Linked DNA regions of Zea mays: region 2 is linked to region 1. Evidence: chromatin contacts called from public Hi-C data. All regions are on one chromosome and are shown on one strand. The core of a region is the stretch at or near the end of the contact, and the rest is flanking DNA. Distances in the headings are between cores, read along the strand shown. Region 1 holds the start of LOC100383652. Region 2 holds the start of LOC100194215 (putative protein S-acyltransferase 22).

The links. Hi-C and Micro-C count contacts between places; a contact is called where the count stands out from the background.
Region 2: a Hi-C map of leaf shows a contact between it and region 1, with 2.1 times the contacts expected there. The contact joins the promoter of LOC100194215 here to the promoter of LOC100383652 in region 1. A contact is called at or near these places in 2 of 25 Hi-C or Micro-C datasets (ear and leaf).

The regions. Positions count from the first base shown.
Region 1 is chr7:171,835,594-171,841,684 of Zm-B73-REFERENCE-NAM-5.0, forward strand. It overlaps LOC100383652, which reads right to left and starts at 1,813. Exons shown (of 2, transcript NM_001176297.2): 1 at 1,094-1,813. The coding sequence starts at 1,753. LOC100279876 (MutS homolog 1) reads right to left here. Exons shown (of 13, transcript NM_001152829.1): 11 at 6,089-6,091; 12 at 5,814-5,966; 13 at 5,005-5,503. The coding sequence ends at 5,303.
Region 2 is chr7:171,973,500-171,979,750 of Zm-B73-REFERENCE-NAM-5.0, forward strand. It overlaps LOC100194215 (putative protein S-acyltransferase 22), which reads right to left and starts at 2,845. Exons shown (of 9, transcript NM_001359432.1): 1 at 2,518-2,845; 2 at 2,302-2,415; 3 at 669-1,055; 4 at 525-593; 5 at 367-438; 6 at 1-86. The coding sequence starts at 2,559.

The DNA of each region.
Region 1 (6,091 bases), core at 563-3,062:
GTACTTAAGTCTGCTAATCAGTCAGCACTCATCAATATATATGTCTGGAATATGAGAACAATGGCCATCTTGGGGGGAAAAAAGACAGACCCATTGCCAGAGGCTCCCACATGAGTGGGGTCTGGCCGTCTGGGAAAGGATGAACCGGGGCAAGCATTCCTCTACAAACACAGAGAGACTGCTTTGAAACCCAGACTTGTGACTCAGTGAGACAACTCTCACCACTACACCACATCTGCCCTTCTATTGACCATCTTAAAACAATTTTTGGATAGAATGTGATTTAATTGCAAATGAATTTGAAGGAGAGGAGCTTGATTAGATTTTGTTCAAGAGCTGCTGGAGCTAGAGTTGGAAAAAGGGAAGACCGTTAAATAGACAAGACAAAGTCCAGTGCATTTTTGTTTCTCCAACAAAGGATCAAGAGGAATTATTTGAAGCTAGTGACATACTCTGGAAGTGCAATATTTCTACTGTTTGGCATTTGCCTCCTTGAACCCGGTATTAACGAGAATGTCAATATCGGAATACATCAAGAAGAGGACTAATAGGCCAAGTATGAAATTAAGTTGTCACCATTCAATCCCCACTGTCAACACATGCCAACTGATATATTAGCAGCATTGCTAAGGCGTTGTTTTACTCTTGTTTCACAAATCCATGAAGATTCTCCCTAAGTTTTGAATTTGATCCAGCATTAGAAAACCATTATACAAGCAGTGGCTGCACATTTCACAAAACATAGTGGCCACAGTTCATTGCAGATGATGTCATTTACCAACCAAACACCATCTATATGATCAGTTCGGCTTCAATTCACCACAAATCCAATGATGCAAGATCACGCTAACAGATTCTGAATTTCACATCGATATTGAACTTCAGATAAATATCTTGCTTGATCTATATATAGCCTAAATGAAGTCAATCATATTTCTTTGGAATCGATCGCAATAACCACTAGTTTCCATCTAACCATACTGTTTGTCCCAGGGGAACATCCATGAAAGAAACTAGCTAACTGAATACAAATTCACATAAACATCGCTTTGGCATCACGACCAAGATTAAGAGGGTACAGAGAGATCCAAACCTTATCCTTCTCTTTGGAGAGAAGCACGAGCAGGTCCCGTTCCCTCCTATCCCGCCGACGGGCGTACAGAAGTGTCCCCACCACAGCAGCCGCCACCGCAACCGACCACACGGCGGGCCTCACCGCCGGGCACCCACACGCGCCATGCACGAGCACCCGCTCCTGAACGATCCCGACACCGGCCGCCCAAGCGCGCCTCGCCGCCAAGCTGCACCTCTCCCATCCCCACAGCCACTCATCGTCCTCCCCCTCGTATTCACCATCCTCCTCGTTCTCCTCCTTCGCCACTGCTGGCATCGGCGGGACCTCCTCGGGCTCGCCGTCCAGGCCCAGCCCCTCATGCAGCCGCGGCGGGAAGATGGCGCAGTCATCAAGCCCGCCGTCCACGTGGTCAACAGATGGGGCAGTGGGGGTGACGACCTCCCAGACATCGGTGACGGGGGCGGGCAGCGAGGAGGAGGACATGGAGGTGAGGGAGGAGGACGAGAGGGAGAGAGTTAGCGTCTTGGGCTTCAGGAAGAGGTGCGGGTTCGGGGAGGGCAAGAGGAGAGGGTGTAGCGCGGAGTACGGCGAGGCCGTGGTCGACGCCGACGCGGCGGATGCCGGCGGGGACTGCGGCGCCGGCGACGGGAGTACTAGCCTCTTGTGGTCCTGGTCCATGGCTGCGGGCCTGCGCCCTGTGGCCCCGGGGGCTGCTGTTGTTACTTTTTCATTGGATTTGATTTTTTTTCTCGGCAGTTAAGGGAACTTATCTCCTGTTCATGGAGCATATGTGTTCGTATATCGCTTTAAATTTGGTGTGTCCGTAATTAATCTAACTAGATTGGTATTTTTTACACTTATCCCTCTCACCTCTACTCTGATGATATGGGATGTAAGTGAAAATTTATTAGTCTTATTGGATTGTTTATAAACCCCAAATTTGCATAGAGTCTATATGAGCACAAGATACGTTATTCTTGTAGTCTTTTTTATGTGTAGGCTTTGGACACATACTTTCATTTTGGTGTAAAACATTTGCACTTACCCGCGTTACAACATCTTGAAGAGTATGTATTAGCGTTTGAAGAAGGCTAAGTCCTCAGATGCAAACGTGTAAATGAGATCTATTATATCATAATCTAACCATATGTAACATTTAGTATTTAAATCTTTCCACCGTCAGCTCATATAGTTTTATAAACAAACCTAACAAATCATGATTGCATCTATAGTTGGATCATGATCTAATGGATCAGAAAATTCGCTTGCACCTAAGGACTACTTGCACACCAGTCGTTTGGATTGCTAAGATACACTTAAGAATTCTGGTTTAAAACACTACCTTATGGTGTGTATGGTTGCGGGAGAGTCGGGATAGTCATATCTCCCGGTGTCCTCTCTCGGTCCTCCAATTTTAAGGGACATCACTGAGATAGTCCTATCACAATCCTTAACCCTGAACCAAACTACCTTATCTACTCGTCTCGTATCGTCCTGTCATTGCAACTAAGCACACCTTTAGAGTCCACTATAACAGGATCACTACTTCACATACCTAGAGTCTTTAAGACCTCCCCTATCGCCAACCAAAAAAGAGGTTCAATTCTAAGGCCTTGTTTGGAACCCCTAAAGGTAATAGTTAGTCATCTAATAAATTATTAGCTACATTGAGCCAGCTAATGAACTAATTGTTAGTTATGAGGTAGCTAACAATTAGCTACGATATTAGTTGATGGTGTTTGAAACCTAACAACTATTTTTAGTAGTTAACTATTAGTTTTAGATGTTCTAGATAGGGCCTAAACGTCATTTCTATACTATACTTAAAGCACCAGTTTCAACGGTCGGCATGCGTCATTTTTTTTACAAATAACCCCTCACAATTATTTCAAATTAATCTGCTGCACGTCTATAGATGCCAAACGACGACACGAGCTAGATGCACGCGGGCCACAACTATGGCATAGGCACGTCATGACGGTCTGCTAACTGTGTCGGGTGAGCCCATTAGCCCGTCGATCCATTTAATTAAATCAGCGTAACGACGCCCGACACAGGCTAGATACACGCGGGCCACAACTATGACACAGACACGTCATGTCGGCCTGCTAACTGTGTCGGGCCAGCCCGTTAGGGCATCGATCCATTTAATTAAATCAACGTAAAATATTAAAAAATGGTGCAGGAGGTGGAGTTCGAACCCATGCCCTAATGGAAGAAGGGTGGGAGACACTAGGTGAAACTGTCTAACCAGTAGAACATCACGCTAAAATGTTTTAATATTAAATATAAATTGTATATATGTATATACGTTTTTTTTGTAAAATAACAAAATAACCGTGTCAGGCCAGGCCAGTACTACGGGCCGAGGCTATAGCTCAAGCACGACACGACGTTCTTGGCTCTTGCAAGCATTATGTCGTTTCTGAGACCACATTGGCGCAATGGTCTACATGGTGTTTGAGGTTGCTGAATTGGATGGAGCAGCAATGATTTGTCACACTAACAACAAAATGAAAGGTTATTTGTTGGTTTTAAACATTAGTAATTGCTACGAAGTAGCATAATTTATATGAAGTGCATCCAGTTTTTATTGATGCCTGACTTTATCAATCACTACATATTTTAATCTATCTTTTTTTATAAGTTTGACTTCATGGGAACTCTCTTATTTGGTCTCTGTATAATGGAATTATGTCATTTTATAATCTATGTTCATTCAGTCAATCGTTGTGAACTCTCTTCTAATCGCTCACTTTATTGGCCGTGTTGTACCAAGATATATTTGCATGGAGTAAACAATAATATCAGTTAGGCAAATCAAAAAATATATTATACAGAGAGCGGAGACAATCAATAAAAAATCTTGAATTTTTTTGATGGATAGTTTACGTGGATATTGTTGTAAGCCGTAGCAACGCACGGGCAACCGACTAGTTATATATAAGTGTATAGATAAGGATGATTTAACTGCTAGAAGATCCAATGCGGCCTGCGTACCACTCTCTAGGAAGAAAATGTACCAATTCTCTACTATATTAAAGCACTAGTTTAAACAGTCGTCACGTGTCAATATATTTAAAAAACACTACATTTCTTTATAATTAACCCGCACTCCTATAATCTCTTATCTACTACTATAATAGCTATAATAGGAGAGTTTATGTAAAAAAAATAAGATAAAATTATGTACAAGTGAGTGTTTGAACTTTAGTTGTTGGCTCCACATTTATACCCACATAATCAATAGAAAATATATATTTGTGTTTTATTAAAACAAAATTTATATTATATCATATATATATATATAATGTAGCAATGCACCGATATATGACTAGTTTTTAATGGAAGCAAGTTCGGCTGGCTGCATTGCAGCACTATTGCTACTAAACTGCACTGTAGATAACAAGCAGCTGCAGCCGATCCGGTAGCGTTGGCGGCTCTTTAGTGCAGCTGAACAGCGTTATCAAGATAAGTCAACCAACTTTTATTCACTGACACTATGCATTAGGAAAACAGAAACTCCCAATCGCATCAGCCTTTTTTAGGAATAAGGATGATTGAAAGCAGTCTCTCTATATTTAGAGAAGGCTTCTTTTATCACTGAGGGCTTGTTTGTGAAGGGAAATGAAAAGGATTAGAGAGATTAAAATCTTCTTGTTATTCAAAATTAAATAAATTTTAGCCCATCTAATCCGCTTCAATCTTCTTGCTCCCAAACTAAGACTTGATAAGGAAACCTTTGTCACTAAGTTTGCTTCTTTTTATTAATTTGTTTAGAAGGTAAGTATGGCTGGGTTGAAAAGCTGATTAAAGGTCGTTGTGAGGCCATCCTCGACAAAATCCCAACAATCTCTACAAACTATCAATCCCTACTTGCACTGAAAGAATTTTGCTAGACAAGCAGCACAGCAATAGCCAATAGACGTGCAGAAACTTCAAGCTTCGACGAGACTGGCACAGCAGACTTCACGGCTGTAAAGGACGGCGTGCAATCACAGACGGGGCAGAACGGCAGAGCAGAGTAGCTGCACCCGAACGGTATGCAGGAGTAGCAGCACTACCGCCGCGTTAAATATGCACATGGTTTTCCCTGTTGCACTGTCGGCTAAGCCTAAAGACTAGAGTACATCTGCTGATGCGTATTAACAAAATGGATCAGGAGATCCTAGCATCAGCGAGGTTCTCTCATGGTCTTGCCTCCATACACGCGGGGATTAATTAGCTTCAGAAGAACTGCTGGAGCCAAGGATTGTCAGCTGCATCTTTCTGCAAGTCAGCTTTCATCTTGGTGGCCATCTCCAAGATCTTGCTCCCATCCATCTCATCCATAGGCAATGCGGCGAATTCCTCAAGGAAAAGCCGAGCCCGTGCAGCTCCTCTGGTGATGTCATCTGGGCTAAATACCCTCTTGCGCTTTGATCCAACCTGCACAGGACAGTCGCTAGCTTAGAAAGACTGAAAGAGGGTTGAGTTTCAGTACAGTATGGGTAAGAAAGAAGGATACCCTCTGCACCAGAAGCTCCCATGAACTGAGCAGTAGATAAAAGTAATTTTACCATAATTGTATATATATGGCCATAAAAACTCCAAAAATATACTACTGTCAGCTTTGTTGAATTGTGAATCCAGTATTCATTTTCTTTACGATAAGATCACTCAAACAGGAGGAAGCATATGCGTTTTAATTCATGTCCAAACCCGTAGTATTTAGTTCGATATTTTTAATTGCATATACCTCGTCTTTCAAATCATCGGAAAAGGTAGGTGTAGTAGAAAAGTCTTCTAACTCTGCTGCTTTGCTTTTCGCAAGGGCAACAACAGCTTCTGGAAAATTAGCAAATTCTGCAACATGAATACCAAAACTTTGGTCGCATGCACCAGGTTCAACCTACAACATGAACAGGAAAATATCGTAACAGAAGATCTGGAGGCATCATTTGGCAGACCAATAATGCCAACTTGTTTCTATAAGACGATAAATGAGGATAAGAGTTTCACATCATGACATACCTT
Region 2 (6,251 bases), core at 1,595-4,094, 140 kb after region 1:
TTTGAAACAATTTGCATAGAGAATTCCTTTCGCTCAACAAAGCATAGCACTAGCACCAATACTCCAATTGCTGATTGTAGGATAAGCTGGCCCAAATTGCACAAACCATGGAGACCTGTCAATGGTCAACTAGGATGAAAAGGACCAGGACTAAAATGCCCCCCACGATAATGGTGACTGATGCATATAAATGACTAATAGAATCGTTATCACAATGGTAGAAGTATTTTGTAGTATTAATGACACAATGGTAGAAGTATTTTGTAGCATCTTTATCAGTACAATCTATCAGAGATGGATAGAACTAAGATAGCGTATCAGTACAATCTATCAGAGATGGATAGGACTAGGAGAGTGTAAGCTTACCAAGATAACGGCAGTTGACATTAGAATAAAAAACCTTCTATAGTTTCTTCTTCCAATGCAATTGTTGAGCCACTGTTGAAATTGAGGAAAATAGGGGAGTTGTTATGTACAGTTGTACGCAATGATGGAAATAAGACAATTGCTAAGGAGTATGTTACCCTGCAGTGATGATCAAAACCATCAACACATTTGTCACAAACTCTGCAATGCTTACTATACTTCAACACCTACAAAGAAATATCAAACTATTAATTGCATGCAGAAAAATATACCCTAAATACCAATAACTACAAGAAACATACCTGAACTTCACATAGGCTGCAGAAAAACATCCCTTCCTCGGTGGCTTGCTGCTCAGAGGAACTTTCATGTGGTTGGCAGCAGGAGAAAACAAAAGAGAGAGGGTAGAATAGAAGGAGAGAAGGAGAGAGGGTTGAACTCAAGCAAGATGGATTATTGTCCTTGTATTGAGTAATTGACCTCTCGCTAGATGCTGCGACCTCATGCTCTTGTTTTTCTCTAGTTCCCTCTATTTGTAACCGAGCATCTGAAGAAGTCTTTCTGGATTCCTTCAGATGCTTGTGTTTGCCGCTTCCGTACAAGCTCAGATACTTCTTTGATTTGAAGACCCCTGGATCTGCTGGGTTTGCTGCGGCACACCAGATGTATAGAAAGAAGACACATAATACCTGAAATGATATGATAGGCTTTGATTCTTAGGGAGAGACAAAAAAAGGTGCAGTCATGAACTTGGAATAGAGTTTGCCTGAAACATTAGCTTCATGATGACATTGTGTGTAAGCCATGTTGTGTTCCATTCAACAAACACAACACATTTTTCAGTTTTGCAAGAGCACATAACATTTTATCCAGAAAGTTTGGAATCATTGTTTCTGCAAATTTTTCATGTTTTTCCATTTTTTGTGGCGCGCGAATTCACACATGTGAAGGCAAAACATAACTCCAAGCCAACAGTAACTACACATGGTCTGTCAGAAGCAGTGAAGAGTATACCACTACATGTCTGTCAGAAGAACAGGCACCATTTCACAGCGTTGCCTACTCATTACACTATTAAGTGCAACAATTATTTAAAAAAAGCAAAGAAAGCTTCAAAACAAGTTAGGTTTCATGACAAGACAACCGTGAAGCAAAAAATAATCCAGGACAGCAATTTGCAGGGACAAAACAGCCCATTTCACGGAACAGTCTTTCAGTAGTTGGCATCATCACGACAAGGCAGCAACCAGAGTAGTGACATGGCATCAGAAGGTTGCGGCCATTACGAAACTGATGATGTTAGTATAATAAGGACTACTTCTGACATATCGCTCTCCAGCAAAAATCTACAAAATCCAACCAAGCACGTATTCTGGGATACAACCCAAAGACAGTAGTGCTGAAGTGGACAGAAATGAAGAGACACCGAGAGCCTGACGAACATGTAGCTCCCGCTTGCTCTGAAACTAACATTTCCCCAATGGAGTTAGATAAACAACATGTAAGCATGCACTGTTGTCCTTAAGGACTTTAACCTTGTGACGCAAGCCGGAATTCCACCAACCATGGATGCTGAAGCAAAGCTGTTAAACTGAACAAACCAGACATTGCTTCCAAGGTTAGGGACGCCACATGGTGGCACGGTAAGAATTCCCAGGCCAGACAGACAGTTTAACATGTACAGCCACCCTTAAACAAGCAAACAAAACGTACAGAAATCCTACCAAACAAATACGCGAGGCTGACAGGCAACACGTTTCATGATTAGGCCACACTTAATTCAGCACCTTCCCTAGCTCCAGCAACAGCAACCACTGTTGGGGCCCATCAGGCAGCACCTAGATGGGGATCCAAAAGGTCCCAACAGACAAGCAAACACACAAGGCGCTCACTCGACGCAGCACGGCATCGAAGGAACCAAGCAGGAGCTCTCACCAGCGGAGTGTATAGCCCCATGACCACGTACTGGAACACTTTCCTCCCGACGAAGGGTGCGAAGAAGACGTAGAACGCGAACGCCAGCGCCAGGAAGACGGACACGGCCACCACCTGCGATGCGCGCGAGAGACACCGAAACTTCAGTAATCACGGGCGACGAAAAAGACACCACGCCCAGCAAGGAAAAGGCGCAAAATTCCAGCCGGGACGGACCTGGAGAGGGTGGTACGGGAGCTGCCACCCATGCCGCCTCATTGCCACTTGCAAAGAACCGCAGAATCGACAGAAGAAACACGGGAAAGGATCCTCCTTTTTTTCCCCTCTTTGCTCGCCTTCTCGCGTCGAGTGACGCGATCAATGCAGGGAGAAGGAACCGGGACCCCCGAGGATCGAGGGCTCAAGCGCCGAGCCCGCGGCTTCTGCTTCTGCTTCTGCTAGCTCTAGCCATGGATTCGACCTTGCCGCGGTGGTCGCGACCGCATCCGTGGGCTGGTGCTTGGTGGGGAGAGAGGGGAGTGGACGGAATGGGGGAGCGTTTGGGGGCAGGCAGAGACCAAAGGTTGGAGAGCATTAAATGCCGCGCTGCGCCTGTGCAGATTTACGGGAGAGTTGCAAGAAGCGAGCGGGGAGAGAGGGAGGGAGAGGATGGTTTGTTTGGTTTGGTTTGGCGTGGCCCGGACCGTGGCTGCTTCGCTCTGGCCTTTTGGGCGCTCACGTGAACCTCCGTTGCCAGAGTCTGGTCTCCTCTGTGATGACTGATAACTGTGGCCGTAGCAGCAGGGATGGCTGGCTGTCAGTGTGGGGCCCAGCGACAGCCGGTTTGTTTAAAACCTTGTCACCCATGGTCCTCGGATAGACCTCGAGAGCTTCTTTTCTTTCCCCTTTTTCACTTTTACTTTCGTCGCTTTGGACTTCTCATGATACGGATGTTTTTAGATTCTAATAGAGCACGGTAAAAAAAAATCGTGTGTTAATTTTGCCGGTAATCCCAAAACCAGGAACTGAACTGTGACATTGTATTTTGTACAGTATTTTTCTACTGTGATGCAGAAAATAATGTGCTACATCAATCACTTGCTGAGAGATAATAATAAAAAAAATCCGATGTGATATGGTGCTGAATTTGCTTACATCTGAAACGGTTAACAAAATTGGCTGGCACATAAAGTACTCCAGAAGCACTTATAAAGAGCCAAGTCAGCCATAGAGCTCTAGCAATTAATGCTGGATATGTGAAGCAAATATTCTCAGCAGAACAAGAAAAATATCTTCCATTACAGATTTGAAATTGCAAAAAGAAATGTACATATTACTCCCCTTACCTTAGTGAAGAACAAGTACGAGTAGTACAATGTAAGGTATATAAAGTATAGAAGCTGCTATTTTGGAACTTTTTTTCAAGACAAAACTATTTTTTATACTAAAAACAAAATGATTTTATTTTTTCTGACTGTTTTCATCTAGTCGACGTCAAACCTTTTAAGGTTGCATTTTTCACGTATTTTTTTTCTAAGAAGGTTTATATATGCTCTAATAATTTTATATATCATATGGTTTTTGCTAAACATGTACCACTAGTGTTATATATTAGTATACTACCTTGGAATACGTGATTACGCCTTTTTTTATTTCAGACTAAGAGATATTTTATATAGATTTTGCTATATATCTAGGTATGTACTATACTTAAATATGTAATAAAAACAATGCATTTAGGAAAAAGGCAAAACGTAGCATGGGGTGGTCAAAGTTGGTAGGTAGTACTCCCTCCGTTTTTTTTTAGTTGTCGTTGGATAGTTTAATTTTACACTATCCAGCGACAACTAAAACGAAACGGAGGGAGCACGATACAAGTAATCATCAATGCTTTCTTTATTCTGTTTACGACTCAAGCGAAGCACTATCTTTTGGTAGCCTGAAAATTGTAATAAAAAACACATGTTTTAATCAACCCTCCTATGTACGCGGTACGCCTACAGTGACGGCGTCCAAGCGTACTTGCTTTCCTGCTAATCTGAATCCCCCAGCTCCAGATCGAGTATCCAATCCAACATATCAGCACCCACAACGACACGACAATGTCACGTCGTCCGTACACAACAGTCTGTCAGGGATCAACAGCTAGCGACCTCGATTTGCAGAACTGTGCTGACAGGATCACTTCGTTCACGAATCACGACTCTGTCTGTAAACAACTCAACAATATTTTATACTACTGATGAGTGGTACTACTACATAACTAGCCTCGAGCTTATACTACCTTTTGGTGTGTTAGCAAAACAAAAAAAGAAAACAATCCGCGGATTAGTACGGAGCTGTCGTGCCAGGTTTGTCTCTTGCTGTTGTTGTTCTCCTTGAAGCCATCAACGACCTCTCGATAAGCTTTATCTATAGGAGTATCTACAGGCATATCGCAGATTCGCAGATGCGTGAATCGTGCAGCCTACTGTGCTGAGTGAAACGTACTCGTAGTTACAGAGGTAAGATCGTGAAGTTTCCGATCACACACCACGCAACGCAACGCAACGCCAGTCTTTTCCTTTTCGTAAAAAAAAGGACGCAGGCAGACCGACGCTCAGCGCAAGCAAGGTGTCAAGGTCGCATCGCATCGCATCGTTCAAATGAGAATGAGCTAGAGTCATCATAAGGAAACAGGGCCCCCAAAAAAAACAATACTAGTAGTAGTGAGTAGTGACCAACTTTGCAAAAGCTGCAATGAGTCCGTGGCCATGCATATGGATCGCCTCATTTCACGCACTCATTTTGCTGCCTGCCCTTTTGGACAGTGCTACCTCTGCTTAGGTTTCTCGTGATGCCGTCACCAGGAACAGCAGTTGACCTCTGCCTTACGCAAGGAATCACAGTCACCATAGCTTATCCAGTTTATTTCCATGTGTTGACGAATTCGCAGGGTTGCGTGTGCAATTGGGGAAAAACACACACACACATACACAGCTTCTTCCTGCAACGTGTGGTCATGGTGGGGCATCCCACGCGCAGCACGACGCGGAGAGCAATGCGAGTCTGGCCTCCGGCGCGGCCATGGCTGACCTTCGGTGCGGCGGACGGCGACGCACGCAGCCCGCACAGCACGCAATTGGACGCGGAGCTGGCTGCGAGTCCAAGGCTGAACGGCGGCGGGTCGCAGGCTACGATGGTGGGGCGGCCGGGTGGGCGTTGAGGCGGGTTTGGCTAGCGGCGGGGCGCAGCGCACGTTGGGTTGCGGGGTGAGCCGCGAGGAAGGAAGGGGTGGCGCATGCGAGTCCACGAGAATTGAAGACAGGGAGAGAAACAATAAAAATCGAACCGGTATGCGATGCGACAGTAGTTGGTAATTTTCACCGATTATATGAAAGAACAGTATTTTTTTGTTCAGATTACCCTTTGAGGTACTCTATAAATCTAATAGATTCGAGAGCTAGATCCATATTTTGACGGATCTAGAGTGGATGGAGTAGAAAGTGTTTAGCAGACAAAACTGACAATGGGACTGTTTTGATGGATCTAAAGTTGTTGAGAGTAATTTGGATTTACAATTTTTTGCCGGGGTCCCTGGACCCTGATGACAAACCCTGTTGGAATCGTCCTGCTAGTATACTAGCTCTAAGATGTTTTTTTAAATGGTGTTAGCTTTTAGAAGTAGCTCACAATATGTTTAGAATTACATGACAATCTCACATAATTGAAAATGTATGTATAAAACTAGTTCTTGGTTAAGAGCTAGTAGTTTTTTCTTTCTCTTCCATTAAAATATAAAATAAAATATTTAGAGCTAACTCCTAAATCATTGTTGAGGCCACCCTTAGAGTGTACTCCAATAAATTATGAATAGTTATAGATAGACCCCATGATTATCAATTGCAGCCATACTCTATCTATGTTGCTGGTGCATGTGGCATTTAAGGTACTTCTCCATTGGAACATGCAGAACACTACTCCTGCTTGAC